2 separate regions of the Rattus norvegicus genome follow, and region 1 is linked to region 2. A link is a contact called in public HiChIP or PLAC-seq data. All regions are on one chromosome and are shown on one strand. The core of a region is the stretch at or near the end of the contact, and the rest is flanking DNA. Distances in the headings are between cores, read along the strand shown.

Region 1 (5,179 bases), core at 140-2,639, 140 kb after region 2:
AGAAACGCCATTGAGGCAGTCTTGAGGGGCTGGAGAGATGGCTCAGCAGTTAAGAGCACTGGCTGCTCTTCCAGAGGACCTTGGTTCAATTCCCAGCACCCATGTGGTAGCTCACAACTGTCTCTAACTCCAGTCTCAGGGGAGCCTCACACATGCATACATGCAGGCAGAGCACCAATGCACATAGAAAATAATTTTTAAAAACATGGCAACCTTAGGTGCCTAGAGGAAGGAGGAGCTGTCAGACTTTCCAGGTCCGAGAGGCTGACAGTTTTTCCTCATGCTCTCCCCTGACCTCTCTGTGTGCTGTGTCACCTTCCTTCCTAGTGTCCCTCTGTCCAAATTCCCTCCTCCTATAAGTCTGCTTTCGACCTTGAATGAGGACCCACCTAAGTGGTCAGCCTCCAAATACCGGCTGCATTCTGAGTCCTAACGCATAGGAACCTTGAACTTGCGCTTCTCACACAGCAAAGAGGTCTCTTTGTGGATGGGGAGTACAGAGTCCTTGCCCTGGTTGCCAGCACCCCAGGAGAACCCTTGACCATACCCTGGCATCCTCTTCCATTTTCTAGACCTTACTACATCCTGGGTCCTTCCAGTTATTCACCCACCCTGTCAAATGTCTGTCTAATAAAACGTCTCCCAGAGATGAGGTTCAGGTGGGGTGCAGGTGAGCTGTGAGGACTGGGGACAGAACAGAATGGAGTGACAGGGTACACTTATGTAAGAGGCCGGGGGAGGAGGTTTGAGGAACGAGCTGGGTAAGAGTGGAGCAGGCTGGTAAGGTGGCTCGCTGGGTAAAGGTGCTTGCCAAGCAAGCCTTGTGACATGGCTTTGGTCCTTGGAACCCACATAAAGGTGGAAGGAGAGAAACAGCTCTACAGAGTTGCCCTCTGACCTTCACCCTCAGGCCATGGCAGGTGCACACCTATATCATTCACACACACACACACACACACACACACACACATACACACACACACACACAGAGTGATAATAATAGTGATGTTGATGGTGATGATGGTGGTGATGGTGGTGGTGGTGATGGTGGTGATGGTGGTGGTGGTGGTGGTGATGATGGTGGTGATGGTGGTGGTGGTGATGATGATGATGATGATGATGACGGCGACGACAGTGGATACTTTTTGAGTTTTTAAGAGTAAAAGGGACAGCCGAGGAAGGCACCTCTGGCAACTGGACAGAATGGGAAGTGAGACCAGGAGGCAGGTATTTGGGGGAAGCTGGGAGAGTAAGAACATAGGCTGGCCATGGACAATAGCCCTTGGCTTCCCCTGATGTTTCATGACACCAAGAGAAATAAGAGCTCAGTTTGACCCAGATGACTAAAAGCTTGCCTGAGCCGCTGTTATGGCCGGAGAGGAGCCAAGGCAGGATGGGGGGGTGAGAGGGAGGAGGAGGAGGCCTGCCAGGGACTGTCCTTGTGAGAGCCAGGCCCTGGGGTGACAGCTTTCACAGACTTCTTTGTATTTCTAATCTGAGGATCCTTAGTTGGGACTTGCCAAAGCAGGCCGAAAGCTTCAGGAAGGTGAACCTGAAGTCCTTGTCCTTATATCTGAGACCTGGCAGGCTCTGTGGGAGTCACCTCTTCCCCACCCCCACTCCTGCTACTTTCCTGGGAACAATGAGAGCCGCAGAAGGGGCAGCTGGAGGAGGAGGGAGCACAACCAAGCAGACCTGGCCAGCCCTCCAGCCATGTTGTTTATTTGCTGTGTAACCTGGAGAGACAGCCTGAGACCTCTTCTAAAATGTCTTCCATTCCTGTATTGTTGGGGTGGTAGATAGGCCAGAAGGAGTTGCCTTCTCCAGGGCCCAAGATGAAATCCTGTGACCTGAACCACACCAAGTGCCAGTTAGGGGTGATCGAGGAGGGCTCCTTCTGCCCCTCCCCCTCCCATCCAGCTTTGCACCGGCTCTCTTTCTGGCTTCTCTTTTCCTTTTGGATCCTTGTTCTGACTGCATGAGAAGACGTGTCTCTACCTGGGCCTTGCCGTGCTAAGCCAGAGAGAGGATCACAGGAAGGAAAGGAAGGCTGAGAGACTGAGACATCCTAGCCCTCCTGTTCCGGGAATGGCCTGTACATCACTGTCAGGATTTCAAAGGCAGAGTTTACTAAGCAGGAAGTGAAGCCCCCAGACCTGAGGCCACGACCACCCTGCCCAGGACATCCCATGGCAGAGCAGGTTTGTGGGAAGCTTGGGAACAGAGATAGGAATGCAGCATCTGGGAGACAGGCGTATGTATCCCTGTGAGTTCGGGGCCACCCTGGTTTACAGAGCAAGTTCTAAGACCGCCAAGGCTACACAAAAACACTCTGTCTCAAAAAACAACGGAAAGTAAACAGGAGCGCCATCCCATCCAGAGGCCCCAGTAGGCGTGGATGTGGTCACACACAGCTACTTTAGGAGCCCAGTCAGAAACCGGGGACTTTCCCAGGGCCACGGAGGCCCCAAGAAAGGGAAACAAAAGCCCAAATAGTGCCTCTTGTAGTGCAGAGGTGGCCAGAACTAGCCACTTTGTGTCTCCTCCCACCCCAGGTTCCTTCAGAAGACCCCACTGCTTGCCCTCTTCTGGGCTTTTAGGAACCTTGCTTTAATTTGTTTCGTATGTCTTTATAATTTTAAACCCATTTTAAAATAATGGGTTTAGTTATTGTGTTTTTACAAATGTATATTGATGTAGTTGGTGTGCACATGCACGCACACACACCACCAGTGTCCTTTTGTTTCTCTCCAGCTAGACCCTTCCTCACCACAAATAGTCTCTCTCCCCCTTTCACATGTGCACACATACGTACGTATTTGAATGAGGAAGCATGTGGTTTTGCGTTTCTGTCTGGCTTGTTCGCTCAGCAGCATGGTCTCTAAGTCGATCCGTTCACCTGCAAAGCACATGTTTTCTGCTTCGTGACTGAGTAAAATTCCATTGTGTACGCAGCACCCAGGTCTCCATCCATTTATCTGTTGATGGACGCACCTAGGCTGGTCCCCTGGCTTGGCTTTTGTGGATACTGTGAAGGTGCCTCTGTGGTGTGGTGACTTTCCCGTTTACACTCAGGTGTGTCTGGGTCCTAGGCTCTTTTAATTCTTGGTCACTTGAGACCTCCATGCTGTTCTACAGCAACTCCATTAGTGGTATATTTCTACTCACAGAGGAGGGGCTTCCTCCCATACATCCTTTTCTCCCCAGAATTTGGTGTCATTCTTTTTTTTTTTTTAATTTAATGTTTTGTTTAACTTTTTTAGGCAGTGCCTCTCACCAGGTAGCCATGGGTAGCCTAGAGCTCACTATGTAGACCAGGCTGGTCCCAAGTGCTAGGATTTGCAGGCATAAGCTATTGCTGAATGAGATGGAAATTCAATATATATGGGTGTGAGGTATATGTGCATATGGTTTCACATGCTCACAAACGTGTGTGTGTGTGTGTGTGTGTGTGTGTGTGTGTGTACTTGAGTGAATGTTGGGGAGGACTGAGGAATGATGGGTGCCTTGCTCAGTTGCTGTACCTTAGCTTTTGGGCCAGGCCAGGCCATGAGTTGGCCACATGGTTGGGATAGCCAGCTACAGAGCTGTGACTACAGCCCATCCCTGTGTGGCTGGCTTTTTAATGTGAGAGCTGAGGAGCCTCAGGTTTGCACTGTAGGCATTTCACCAACTGTGATAGCCCAACCTCAGAATGGCTTCATTTCTCATTTACTGATTGGATGGTGGGTTTTGGTGTCTAATATTTTTAGTTTAGTTTTTTTTTAACCTTTGATATATGAATCCCTTGTTACATGAATGACTGGCAAAGATTCTCTCCCATTCTATAAAAGCGCCTTGACCCTTTTTTGTGTTGTCTTTGTGTATGGGTAAGTGGGTGCCACGGCGTACATAAGGAGGTCAGAGGACAACTTATGAGAGTCATATCCTTTCTTACACCTTGTGACATATGTACACACTTACACACTCATACTACACACCACACACACACACACACACACACACACACACACACACACACACATACACACACTCTGGACACCGGCTCCTTCAGGTACTTTGGGGAAGGCCCTGGTTCTTCAAGGGTGCCAAGTTAGGAGAAAGAAGGGCAGGGAGGAGGCAAAATTCCCCAGTTCCCACGTACTGCACCAAATGCTACATGGGGACACACACACTCACATACACACACATACACACTTACACACATACACATATACACAGACACTCACACGTACTATCACACACATACACACATATACATGCAGACACATAACCTCACACATACACACACACTCACACACACACTCATGCACATATATTCACACACATACACACATGCACACTCACATACACTTACACACACACACACACATATACACACACGCACACATACATACACACACTCCAGACACATGCATACACATATACTCACACATACACACACACTCTCATGCACACATACACACACACAGTCACACACATACTCAGACACATACATGCACACACTCTCACAGATGCCGTTGCATACGTAACAGTGAAATCCTTTTTTCTAGAAGGACCTACCTAATGCTAGGTGTGGTGGCACAGAGCTTTTGTTTGTTTTGTTTTTTTCTTTGAGATTGCCTCTGCCTCCCAAGTGGTGGGATCAAAGGCCTGGGCTGCCACCGAACTTCTGCGGTGCATAGCTTCGATCCTGGTAAAAAAAGGATGGATCTCTATGAGTTCAAGGCTAAGCTGATCCAGACCCTGTTTTTAAAAACAAAGTCACAAGCAAGGATGGGCCTAAGTGGATTGTGTGTCCTTTTGAGGGAAAAGCATGACTCCATGAGCGGTTTACTGTTGGAATAGGGCTGTCCTGTGCACTTTGGATGTTGTAGGCCCCATCAGAGGCAGCCCGTTCTCCCCTGGGTTCTGGCTGCCCTTTTTGCCCTTTTGTCATTCTGGGTTTCGGTTCACAAGCTTTGGCGGTTGGACGCGCTGAAGGAGACTTGGTTTCGTCAGTTTTGTATGCACTGCTCCTATGCTGTGTGTGCACTCATGCATGCATGCATTCGCCTGTGCCTGCACCCACGCTATTATGGTTGGGGAGGGGCTTGGCCTCACGTCAGTCCTTGGGTTATAGAACGTTACCGTCCAGCAAGATCTGTCGAAGATAAAAGTTTGGGGACGGCAGGGAAGG
Region 2 (5,413 bases), core at 295-2,794:
CTGGCTGCATCGTGATAGGAGTGGCCTTCATTCCAGAGCCCAGCAGCCAGGTGCGATGGAGGGAGAAGACAAGCTATATGGAGACCACAGCGGGTCCAGAGAGCCTGGAGAAATAGCTGTGGTTCTATCCTGACCACTGGATTCACTCAGATAAGAAGAGGTAGAGAGATGGTCTCTGGTCGGGCACAGGACCACTCCAGCCTGCCTACTGGGCTGACTCTGTTGCTAGGGATCCTGCTCAACCTCACAGATGCTGACCCATCAGACATGTGATGGTCATAGCAGGCTGTGCATCCCTTCCTGTAAAGGAACAACCCTGTGTGTTTAACATTCCAGGTTCCTCTAGGGTTCATCTGAGCGTCAAGGACCTCCACGCCTCCTAGAGCTAATGATTGAGTGAACAGCAGCTGAGTACACAGTCTTAAGCTTGGTCAGGGATCCACAAGGAACAGAAGGTTCCTCTGCTTCTCGAGTCCTCACAGCCAGAAGATTCTGGCTCCAGTGTGGTCAAGGAAGATGCCAGAAGTTTCACAGAGGGCTCCTGCTGGGAACATGAGCCTGTACTTCTGCCCAGAGCCCCTAGCTGCCAGCTCTCATTCCGGAGTCCCCTTTAGAGTCCTGTACCCAGACCACCAACCCTCTATACCTCATCTTTTCATCCCTCTATCCTCTTCCTTCCATCCACTCATCATCCCCCTACCAACATTTCCACCCATCCCTCTCTTTCCATCCATCCCTCCATTCTTCTTACACACTTACCCATCCATCATTCCTCCATCCACCCATCCCTCTACTTGTCTAGCTGCCCAATTATCATTCTTTTATTCACTTGCTCAATTAATTAGTCACACTGCATATTATTATTATTATTATTATTATTATTATTATTATTACTACTACTACTACTACTACTACTACTACTACTACTACTACTACTACTTGGTCAGTTAGTTTGGTTTTTCAAGACAGGGTTTTTCTGTGTAGACCTGCCTGTCCTGAAACTCTCTCTGTAGACCAGGCTGGCCTTGAACTCACAGAGTTCTGCCTGCCTCTGCCTCCTGAGTGCTGGGATCAGAGGCTCACACCAGCATTCTTGACTTGTGTTTATTTCTTAGAGACATCGGGACTCACTCGTGCTTAGTCCAGGCTGGCCTGGCAATCACGATGTAACCTAAATTTCCGAGAGTCCTGCTTACATTTCCTAAGTGCTGGCACAGCATGTGTGAGGATGCACAGTGGCTCACGCATGTATTATAGTGTATGTGGAGCCTTGTGCCAGGCACTGGGGATGCACAGAGCACACAGTCCCAGCACTCCTTAGTTAACGGAATAACTAAGGTGCAGCAGGTGCAGATGCTATGGTGACATGTGCCACAGGGCACAAGGGGACACAGAATGACTGGGCAGCTGTCACTACTGCAGGGGGCAGGTAGTGTGGGACTCTTGCTGTCACCCTGAGCCACTAGCTCACAGTGAGAACCTCACCCAGAGCCTGCTTCACACACACAAGATGGCTGTGGGTTATTTCCTCCCCGATGCTAAGGTTCTTGTGCAATCTCCCTGGCCTGTTTCACAAGGCTATTTTGAGGCTAGAAGGACACATAGCAGGGGGTGCTGCTTGGTCAGGAGCAAAACCCCAGCACGGGTGCACATGCTCTGGAGTCTGTCTCAGCTCGAGATGAAAGGTCAGGGTCTGGTCCCAGCTGCATGTGGTCTCTGTCACTGGTCAGGGGCATTCAGTAGTCACCCCGCCTTTCCTGATTTAGCTTTGTAGAGTTTAGGTGGTAAGGGAGGAATGGAGATAGTGGCCATCTTGACAGACTCAGCCTAACCTTCCCGACACCCTAGGACACTTCCAGACAGTCTCCCCTAAACCCCGCTAAGCTTTGTGTCAGGAATGGAGCCCAAGGCTCCACACCAGCCCTAACCCAAATCCATGAGCCCCAGCAATGTGGACATCTTTAAACATTCATGGTCACTTCTTCCTGGGTTCCAACGTCTACCTGGGGCAGGAGGATGATCCTTATTCTGCAGGTGAGGTCACAGAGGTACAGGGAGTTGTTCCAGAGGGCAGCAGCCACCTGAGCAGTTTTGAGCTGGGCTCTGGGATCACAGGCTGACGACCTGAATCCTGATCTGCCCTGTAACTACTGGGCCTGACTCGCCTGTGAGATGTAGGCACCAGCATCCCAGAATGGACAGAAGAGCCAAACCAGACCCAGTGTACAGAATGCTCAGCACAGAGCCTAGCACGTCTGTGCACCCAAGAGTCTAGAAGTCTTATTAATAATAATACAAACCTTCTGCCTCTGTGGCTTGCTCTCACCCCACCCCCACCGTCTTTCTAAGGATTGAAGACAGCAGCTGGCAGTGGGAGGTGGTTGCTTTAAATATAGGATGAGGAGAACAAAGGAAAAATAGAACAGGGGGGTGGTTTGTGGCCTACGCCAACTATCCCCCTCCAAACTTGGGGAGGAACCTAGGGTGCCAAGGTCCCAACTGGCCACCGCCAGCCTCTGCATGTCCCAGGGACTTGAGGAAGAGAGTCTTGCTGTGATCAGGCTTACCTGCTGGAATAGGACAATCCTGGTTTGGACCAGGATGCCACCACGGAAGGAGACACTTCCTGCCTGGCTATAAGGTTGGCCTTGGAGAAGCAGGAAATAGGTTGAGCTCCTGGGGTGTCTGCCTACTTCCAAGACAACATACAATATTTACTAGAAGATTCTCTGTAGGCCCCATGAACTTCAAAGGCTAACCCCCCTCCCCCAGCTGCCCACTCTCTGTTTGCCACAGAGCCTGAGACCAACCTTACCCTCTACCTCTTAGGCCAGTCTCTTAGTGTCCTCCACTCTCCTGAGAGCCTGTGCTTCTTGGTCTTTGTGGTGCCCACGGGTACTAGGATGCCATTCTCTGAGATGGTTGGTGCCGGTCACTGCTCCTCCAGGCACTTGGCTTCAAACTGCATGTGACAAGGATGTCCACTTCCTCTTGAAGACGCAGACTCATACTGGGGGGACAGCAGGAGGGGAAGGAGGTGTTCCCTGTACCACATATGGGGTAGTAAAGCGCCACAACGCAGGTGGATGTGCCTTCTCAGAGGACAGAGTAGCTAAGCAATAGGAGAGCCGGGGTCATGCCTGGAATGTGGAGCCCCTCAGAAGGACAGAAGGAAATAGAAGCATTGAGAGTGAGCAGGTACCAGGGGGACCCTGAGTCTGGCAGCCTAAGTCTGGTCCTGGCTGAAATGGCTAGACCTTGGGCTAACTCTGAGTCTTACTTCCTCTACTTGTAGATGAGAGAGGGCAGTTCGTGACCCAAAGGTCTGCTGAGAATTACATGACGTGTCACAAGGGAGGAAGCCCAGAGGCTGTCAAATGCAGGACTTTCACAGAGGGAAATGCCTTCCTGAGCCCCACACTTTGTTCCTAGCCAACAAGTTCCTCAATGCTCCCATACAGCTCCCAGCTCTTTCTGGGAAAGAAAGGCTCCGCTCTTCCTGGTCGTGCCTTCTCTTTTTCACCCTGAGGGGAAGTCCTGGCTGACCATGGCTGGCATGGACATCAGAACGCAGAGCTCCTGGGGTCAAGAAAAGAGACCCTCCATACAACCTCAGTGAGCTGGTCAAAACAAAGCTTTAAGAAATAGACAGAGGATACGTGGTGGTGGCACGTACCTTTAATCCCAGCACTTGGGAAGCAGAGGCAGGCAGACTTGTGTGAGTTCAAGGCCAGCCTAATGTACAATGTGAGTTCCAGGGCAGCCAAAGCTACTCGGAGAAATCCTACCTCAAAAAACAACAACAAAACAAACAACAAAAACAAACAGAAAGAAAGGAAGAGACGTGAGGGGTTGGAGAGATGGCTCAGCAGTTGGGAACAAGGGTTGCCTGAGTTTGGTTCCCACAGCATGTCTCGCAGCCATCCATTCTAGGGGATCTGATACCTTCTGACACACATACAAACATGCAGGCAAAACGCCCATATACAGATAGAATAAAATAAATATCTAAAAAGATGAAGAAATGGGGTTGGGGATTTACCTCAGTGGTAGAGCGCTTGCCTAGCAAGCACAAGGCTCTAGGTTCGGTCCCCAGCTCTGAAAAAAAAAAAAAAAAAAAAGATGGGGTTGGGGATTTAGCTCAGCGGTAGAGCACTTGCCTAGCAAGCGCAAGGCCCCAAGGCCCTGGGTTCGGTCCCCAGCTCCGAAAAAAAGAAAAAAGAAAAAAAAAGATGAAGAAAGAAATGGGCATGGAAAGAACTTGCCAGAGATGCCCCGAAAAACAGAAATATTACTAGTGGTTGAAGGAGCTGGGAGTGGTAGCACCTATACAGCACTTGGGAGGCAGAGGCAGGAGGATGACTTCAAAGCCAAACTGGGCTACAAGAGACAAACCAAAACAAATAATAGGGCCAGAGAGGTGGCTTGGTGGGTAAAGGGACTTGCTGCTAAGCTTGACCTGAGTTTGGTCCTTGTGACCCACATAGTCGAGGGACAGAACTGCTTCCATGCATTGTTCCCTGAACGACACACCCAAACAGTGCCACAACCCTAAATCTTCCCATATATACATGCATGCACATACCCATGATCCCCTCTTCCCCACAGATGTGCAGGAGCGCGCGCGCGCGCACACACACACACACACACACACACACACACACACACACACACACACACACACACACTGAATGGTTGAAAGAAAGCTGAGGGAAATCTGGCAGTGATAAAGATTTAGACTACAATACCAAAGCTGTGTGTTCCAAGCCTGCTAGTGTTGAAAGGTGAAGCTGGGCTGCGCTGGACAGGGATCATGACGTTGATGTTCATGCCATTTAAAAGGGTTAGGGAGGTGGCTCTGATGTTAAAAGCAGTTGCTGCTCTTGAAGAGGACCCAAGTTTGCTTTGTAGCATCCTCATGAGGCAGCTCCTACCCACCTGTGGCTCTGGCTGCAGGGGAGATGATGTCCCTTCTGGACTTTGCTGTGCCCCTGTGCTGGCACGTGCACATACATATCCACATGCAGACATATCCACGTGCACATACATATCCACATGCAGACGTATCCACGTGCACATACATATCCACATGCAGACATATCCACGTGCACATATATATCCACATGCAGACATACCCATGTGCACATAATTAAAGTAAATCTTTTTTTTTCTTTTTTCTTTTTTTCGGAGCTGGGGATCGAACCCAGGGCCTTGCACTTGCTAGGCAAGCGCTCTACCACTGAGCTAAATCCCCAACCCTTAAAGTAAATCTTTAAAAGGACCCTGTGACCTAGCTGTACAGCATCATGGGGCAATCTCTATTAGCCAGACGGACGATGGGTGTGCATGCACGCACCATGTCTGCTGCTGTGCTGTGTAAGCAGCTGTCTGAAGAAAGCTGGATGGCAGAAGT

The links. HiChIP or PLAC-seq counts read pairs in DNA pulled down with a chosen protein or histone mark.
Region 1: a contact with region 2 is called in an H3K27ac HiChIP or PLAC-seq map of oligodendrocytes, with 7 times the contacts expected there. The contact joins two enhancer-like sites. A contact is called at or near these places in 7 of 12 Hi-C or Micro-C datasets (the A7r5 cell line, the Rat2 cell line, Schwann cells and 4 more) and 1 of 1 datasets of contacts at active chromatin or transcription factors (oligodendrocytes).

What each region holds. Positions count from the first base shown.
Region 1 is chr7:113,320,117-113,325,295 of GRCr8, forward strand. All of the region lies in intron 4 of Apobec3 (apolipoprotein B mRNA editing enzyme catalytic subunit 3), which reads left to right. Among named protein-coding and RNA genes, the nearest start is that of Apobec3, 8.5 kb to the left of the region's middle. Within about 2 kb of position 1,390, at least 9 of the 93 cell types and tissues checked have an H3K27ac peak or open chromatin away from gene starts, as enhancers often do.
Region 2 is chr7:113,184,662-113,190,074 of GRCr8, forward strand. No RefSeq gene overlaps it. Among named protein-coding and RNA genes, the nearest start is that of Sun2, 14 kb to the left of the region's middle. Within about 2 kb of position 1,545, at least 8 of the 93 cell types and tissues checked have an H3K27ac peak or open chromatin away from gene starts, as enhancers often do.